Linked DNA regions of Mus musculus: region 1 is linked to region 2. The links are chromatin contacts, called in public Hi-C maps. All regions are on one chromosome and are shown on one strand. The core of a region is the stretch at or near the end of the contact, and the rest is flanking DNA. Distances in the headings are between cores, read along the strand shown.

Region 1 (3,424 bases), core at 839-3,338, 180 kb after region 2:
TACACAATAATATGAGCAAAAGAGGGGCCATGTAAGAACTAATGGTGAGCATGCTGAGAATTGAAATAAATGCTTACTGAAATATTTGCAACTGAAGTGAAATAATTACACAATCGGACTCTACCTAATAACTTTAAGGGGGAAAGAAAGTTATGCACAGTGTCATGACATCATGAAACTATGTCTTAGGACAGTAACCTTTGCGAATTACTGATATGTTTGAAAGCCCTGAGAAAACTACATATCTTACACTTGGAAGATAGAATCTTCTCAATCAATATGTCCCCTTTTATATCACTGGAGTTAAAGCTAATGTTATGCCCCATCTGGTCTATGGTGAGATTTGTATTCAACCCTACAGGATTCTTAATATATTGTGGCTACTCCAAAGATCCTAGTTCAATGGGTCATTTCTGTTTACCATAGCCTCAAGGAATGTGGCCCTTGATCCACTGCTTTAAAGCTGGAGTTGCAACAACATTAATATTGTTCCGGCTGAGGCAGGCTGGGAACTGGAAGCCTCACATCCTAGCCCTCTACCATCTGCTTAGGACAACTCACCCTTGCTCTTTCAAGTGCACACTTCCAAATAAGTCTTTCTTGTCACATTCCAGTTGGAATCATCTTGCTTCCGGGCTCACTTATCTCACACCACAGACAGGCTCATTTCCAACTGTAAAAGATATAACCACACTTTATAGACCACATCACAGTTGTGACTCCATATTTATATCTTCTTCATGCGTGTATGTGTGTGTAGCATCCATGTGTGTGAGTATGGCCACACATATGCCACAAAACATGTGTGGGGGTCACAGTACAACTTCTAATGCAGTCCTTGCCTTCTACCCAGAGTCTCTCTTTTTGTTGTTCGAAACTAGATAAGGCACACTGACCTGTGAACTTCTGGGGAATCAACTTTGTGGGAGTGCTTATTTAGGCACTTAGGCCCAGCTTTCTATAGATTCTAGGAATTAGAAAATTCAGGATTTCATGCTCGCATAGCAAATGTTTTACCCCCTTGAGCCACCTCTCCAGCTCCACACTTACGGTTTTGAGAAGTTGAATTTTGCACATCTACTCCTGTAGGTTCCAATTTCAATAGTGACAGTCTTTTTGTTGCTACCTCACCAAGGACTCACTAGTACTTAGGACAGTGCTTGGCACATGGTAGGCATTCAATGAACTTCTCAGTTGGATGCAAGCCTTCTGGATTAAAGGAGCATGGGTCAGGCTGGATATAAGCCCAATACAGAGGCCAAAGGGGTGGGGAGGTGATTTTGGTTCTGCTGTAGAAGGCAAAGGCAGAGAGCTGCATGGAAAGGACCCAATGATGCACATAGACAGATCCCATGACTGCTTTACTGATGCCCTCCCTCTGGTACAGGGGGCATGTAGAAGAGGCAGAAGTCGAGTAAAAAGGAATTAACAAGTGTTCAACTCTCTCTGTCAGCTCTTTTTATTACGAATTCCAAGTAAAACTATGAACGGAAAGTGTGAGGGGGACTGTCTGAGAAAGGGATAACATTTCCTGAAGTTCTGGCACACCCTATTGGCCCTTAAAAAGTACTCAAAGTTCCCACAATACTTCCCCAAATCACTAGGTAGTAGAGCGATTTATTTTGCATCCTAGCCATAAGAGTCCCAGAAGTCAGGGTCAATGTAGTTATCACTGTTCCTAGATCAAAGTGTTCTCCAATGGAATTTATCACTTTTTTTTTACTTCCCTCCCGCCGCGACTTGCAGTTCAAACAGGTCCCACGCCAGTGCCGTGAAAAATCTACCCAATGCCCCTCCACTTCTGGTCGGGCCCCATTTTCGACAACTGGAGGCCTTTTCCCATGTCCTCGCTTCCTCCTGTACGGAAGAGGCCTCTAGTCCCCGCGGCGGGCACAGGCAGCCAGACTTAGTACTGCCCTTTACGCTTTCCCGCCTTTCACCAAGTGCGCGCGCCAAAGGGTGCGCCCTGATACCCTGAGGCAGGTACCCAGGAGGGCGCATGCGCGTGCTCCACTGCCCGAGAGGAGGCAAGGGCGGAGCGGAGAGGGCGGGGCCAAAGGGGAGGGGCTGCGCGGGTCACGTGACATCGTTTGACTGTTTACAGGAGGCGCAGCGGAGCCCTTGGCCTCAGTCAGTCAGGCGCTGGGGAGCGTTTCGGTTTCACTTCCGGTGAGGGGCCGCGCCTGAGAGGGCGGGCAGTGAAGCAAACGGACGGCGAGCGCGGGCGGTGGCAGTGACGGCGGCGCCGCTGCCGGGGGGCGTGCGGTAACGCGGCGGCGGCGGCGGCGGCGACGGCGGCTGGGCCTCAAGCGCCTGCAGCCCACCTCCCGGAGGCGGGCTCCCGGCGCGAGGACGGACGAGAAGATGGAGGAGCTGGTGGTGGAAGTGCGGGGCTCCAATGGCGCTTTCTACAAGGTAACCGGCTACCGGACAGGCCCGGTCCTCGGCCTCCCTCCCTCCCTCGTGTCCAGGGTGGCGGGCGGGCCCCTCGGGCGCGGCGGGAGCGGCGGGCTGTGGGATGTGAGGGAGCGGCGGAGTCGGGGCCTAGAGCCCGCCTCAGCGTTCCGACTCCCGCCTGAGGCCCCGGCGCCTGGCGGAACGCGCGGGTTGCCGAGGGCGGTTGAGCGGCCGAGTTTGTCAGCGAAGCGGGAATGCGAGGACAGGGGATCCGATCGGCCATGGGGCCGGTGCCGCGGGAAGTGGCGGCAGCGGCTTAGTCCAGCTTTCCCAAATAATCCTCTCCCAGTGGGTTCGGGGCCTGACACGCGGGGAGCCGTGCGGGAACCGGGGGCGCTTCAGCCCGGCCGCCGCCAGCCCTGCTGGACGAACGGCCGTTACGAGGCTTGGGCGGCCGTTAGGAGGTTTGGGCTCCGCGTTCGGCCCACAGTCCAGACTTTGGAGAGCTCCCCGGTTCTGGGCGAGGGGTGTGCAGGGAGTAGTAAGAAGCGGGCGGCAGCTCGGAATCACAATGGCAACTGCTCTTGAGTGGCCTCTTTGTGAATTTCCAAGGAGGGTTTTAGATCTAAAAGTTTCGGAAAGACCATGACATCTGAGAGAGCGGTTTCAAACGCTAGCCAGAGCCGGTATATCCACGGCCTCCGAGGCTCTTTCTAACTGGGAGCAATTCAGGGATAAGCATGTCGCGGCTTCTAAAAATATTACCAAGTCTGCTTATTTTAAATTTCCCTTTGTGTTTAAGTTCTCGAGGACCCGAATTTGTGCCACAGAACTTCAGGAAATTAACGGGGACTGTACGATTGCTACTGAATTTTTACCAGGACGGTTTGGAATGTTTGTTCTGTGCGCTGAAGTGCATAAACTTGAGTATATTCGCTTTGAGTTTTGCGGTGTTACAGTGAGCTATATTTGAGGTTTTAAATGGGCATTCATGGAACTACTGAGAGTTTTTTTATACCATTGAATA
Region 2 (3,243 bases), core at 292-2,791:
ATATGTTGCCCCAAGGAACTCTAGTAGAAAAATGTTGGCCTCATATTCAGGCAGGAGGAATCTGGGTGCAAGCTACCAAGCAGAATATGAATATGTGGTTTCTGAGTGAGAATGTGATAGCAGAGCATAAAACAAAGTGAATTGGAGTAAGGGGATTAGAGCAAGGGGGCTGCTAACCCTTCACAGCTTCTCCTAAATCACCGAAAGGATCAGGCAATAAGTTAAGAATCACATCATTTAAAATTCTGGTGCTCTGTGGTAAAAAGATGCAAGCACAATATCTAACATGTAGGCTTTGTTATTCAGCACTTGGAGAGCCTGGAGAGAATGCTCCAGACACCAGAGTACTACATACATGGGGAAGTTGCCAGTCCAAGGACCTGAATAGAAAAACAGCATTATAAAGACCTTAGGGAAATACTTCTCATTCCCTAAAGACAAACCAAGAAGAGAGATCAATATAGACAATGATTTATTGTTAGGCATGATGACATATGCCTGTAATTCAACACTCGGGGATCTGCCACAGAACGATTGCACATTTCAGGTAAACTTGGGCTTACACAGAGAGGCCCTGTCTTAACAACAAACAACAAAATAACAACAGTTTCACTGCTTTACTGAGAAGGGGACCCTGAATTTCTTAGCATCTCATTCATAGATTACAAGACAAATATCTTTAAACAGAGAAGGGCAGAGAGGCACAGACAAAGTGTTTAGGCAGTACACAACTTTCTATGGCTTTGATATCCTGGTTGATGGTGGAGAACAACTGCTAAGCTAACCACCATAGTCTAGCTGTTCTCAAATTGTGGGTCACAACCCCCTGGAGGACAAGGAAAGCTTTCACAGGGATCACATATCAGATATTTACATTATGATTCATAACAGTAGCAAAATTACAATTATGGAGTATCAATGAAATAATTTTATGGTCAGGGGTCATGACAACATGAGGAATTGTATTAAAGTATCACAGTATTAGGACAGTTGAGAGCCTCTGTCACAGTCACTAAATGATTTCTCAGCTTCAGGTGTTTCTTTTTGTCATAATTTCCTTTGGTTACCATGTAGTCTAAGGACTATAGATTACATTCAACACTCCAGGGATGCATTCCTAACAATTTAATTAAAATTCAAGACACGGTTCCTCACTTACACAGCAACATTTATCCTATTCAACAGTTGCATGTGGTTAATGACTTGCTGGGTAGTACAGACACAGCACATTTCTTTCACTGTCAACTACGCCAGAATTTGGACTCTAATACTTCCTAATATTGTGTTTGGAGGCAAGTTATTTTAGCTCCACAATCCTGTCTCCTTATCTGTGACGGGAAATGCTAAGAGAATGTACTTCACAGATAAGGCTGAGTAGTGTCATGTGGAGAGCATGCTCAGCTGAATACCTGGCACATGGTGGAAATGATAGTCATCTCTCCAAATAAACAAAAATCCTTGGAAGGGTATAGCCGGCACGCTGCCTCCCTGGCAAACTCCCCACAGTTTTGCATGGGGAAATACTTGGCCAATGACTATGACTCACCCTGCTAGCCAAACAGTTGACTAAGAAGTGCAGTTGCCCTGTTTTACATCATGCACAAGGAGAGCTGAATGCCTTCAATTCATAACCTCTCCCAGAGAAAGAAACCTGGAGTCTGCTGACAAACTTTGAGAAGTGTCAGGTTATTTTAATTTCATAAGGATGAGCATTGACAACATGAGCAAGGCAACAAAACAGACAGGTTTAAGGTAAGTTTGGGGATTTTTAAGTAACAGATAAATTACCTCAGATAAAAACTGGCCAAGGGAAGAGGTGACCTCATGGGATTGATGAGCTGGGAAGCATTTGTATTCAGACAATGATATTTTCCCAAATGTTTTTAATTAGCACAATCCTAGTTACATTTACAAGAGAAAGCCTGAAGCAGACTTTTGAGCTGCCATGAATTATTATTGGCAGTCGTAGCAGCATCGACTGGGTCTGGAGTCGATCACCTGCGATTGGCCACGTTATTTTATATCAGGCCCTGATATTCTTCCATCCTCTGTCCCCTCTGACTGTCTTTCTAACTGGCTCTCACCCATGACCTGGCCCTGTACTTGAGATCACAGCACTGCCTGTCTGCTTGACCCACATCTCCAGCCATGGTCCCAGCACTCTTGCTGTTCTTTCCTGCTGTGTAACTTCCTTTCTGCAACTCCTTCCAAGAGGCTTTTGGCCCTCATTTCTCCACTGAGACTGAGGTAAGCATGGCCAAGTGCAGTTGCATTTCCTGATTTTCATTTTCTTCAGCTCTTCATCAGTTTTTAGCACAGTTGATGACACCCTCCTCAAAATTTACTTTTTGGCCCCTTGGTATTGCAAACTTTATATGCCCCAGTACAGGGGAACGCCAGGGCCAAGAAGTGGGAGCGAATGGTTTGAGGAGCAGGGTGGGGAGAGGGTATAGGGGACCTTTGGGATAGCATTTGAAATATAAATGAAGAAAATACCTAATTTTAAAAATGTGGGAAAATATTTACTTTTTTTCTTGAGACTGCCTCAGCTCTAGCTCCTGGTTTTCTGCTCACTCCCTGGGCCTCTCTATTTTCATCAGCATTCTTTGCATATCAGCCAGCAAACACATTCACAGTTAGTTCGACTTGTTACTCTTCTACCTGAAGACAGCAAAAATATTTTTTCTGTGTTTATCATGAAAAGCTATTTCCCAACATAGTCCAGCAGGATCTGTGATCTGACCATAATTCCCTTAGACGACTGTGTACCCTACAATGTCCTTCAGCTGCCCTCCCTGTCTGCTTTTTTTTTCTTCCACATATGCCAAGTGCATTCTCATCTCACAAACACAGCCCCCTTTACTGTCTACCTGGACTCATCCTTCTGCTTCTCTTCACATGGCAGGTGATATCAAGAGGGCAAACCTAATGAATGCCCTTTCTACTGAAAGACAAAAATCTGACCTGATCTGGAAGTAAGCTTTTTATAGCCTTTATCCAATTTGATGTTGAAGTCCATATATTTTGGTAGTGAAATGTTAACGTGTTTGACTAGCCTACATCATCTCAATCCTTGTTAAGGATGTTGCATAATATAAAATATAATCTTTCTACCATTCTAGGAAAGTATGGAATTGTTACTCATAGCGAAACTCAAGAGGTTAACGTTAGGTGTCACAGGTTTGCTTCCTTACTTCACGTATGAGAAGCTCAAGTTTCTGAAAAGGGAAATAAATTTCCCAG

The links. A called contact is a pair of places that touch in the nucleus more often than the background predicts.
Region 1: a Hi-C map of adipose-derived mesenchymal stem cells shows a contact between it and region 2, with 2.5 times the contacts expected there. The contact joins the promoter of Fmr1 here to the enhancer-like site in region 2. A contact is called at or near these places in 1 of 39 promoter capture datasets (the 3T3-L1 cell line), 3 of 484 Hi-C or Micro-C datasets (adipose-derived mesenchymal stem cells, cerebellum and embryonic stem cells) and 1 of 9 other capture datasets (pancreatic islet).

The regions. Positions count from the first base shown.
Region 1 is chrX:68,676,453-68,679,876 of GRCm38.p6, forward strand. Fmr1 (FMRP translational regulator 1) reads left to right here and starts at 2,089. Exons shown (of 17, transcript NM_008031.3): 1 at 2,089-2,415. The coding sequence starts at 2,365. Fmr1os (FMRP translational regulator 1, opposite strand) reads right to left here and starts at 1,947. Exons shown (of 4, transcript NR_033481.1): 1 at 1,728-1,947; 2 at 562-673.
Region 2 is chrX:68,493,815-68,497,057 of GRCm38.p6, forward strand. No RefSeq gene overlaps it. Among named protein-coding and RNA genes, the nearest start is that of Fmr1os, 180 kb to the right of the region's middle. Within about 2 kb of position 1,542, at least 75 of the 459 cell types and tissues checked have an H3K27ac peak or open chromatin away from gene starts, as enhancers often do. A contact at or near this core is called in adipose-derived mesenchymal stem cells, where this site is marked.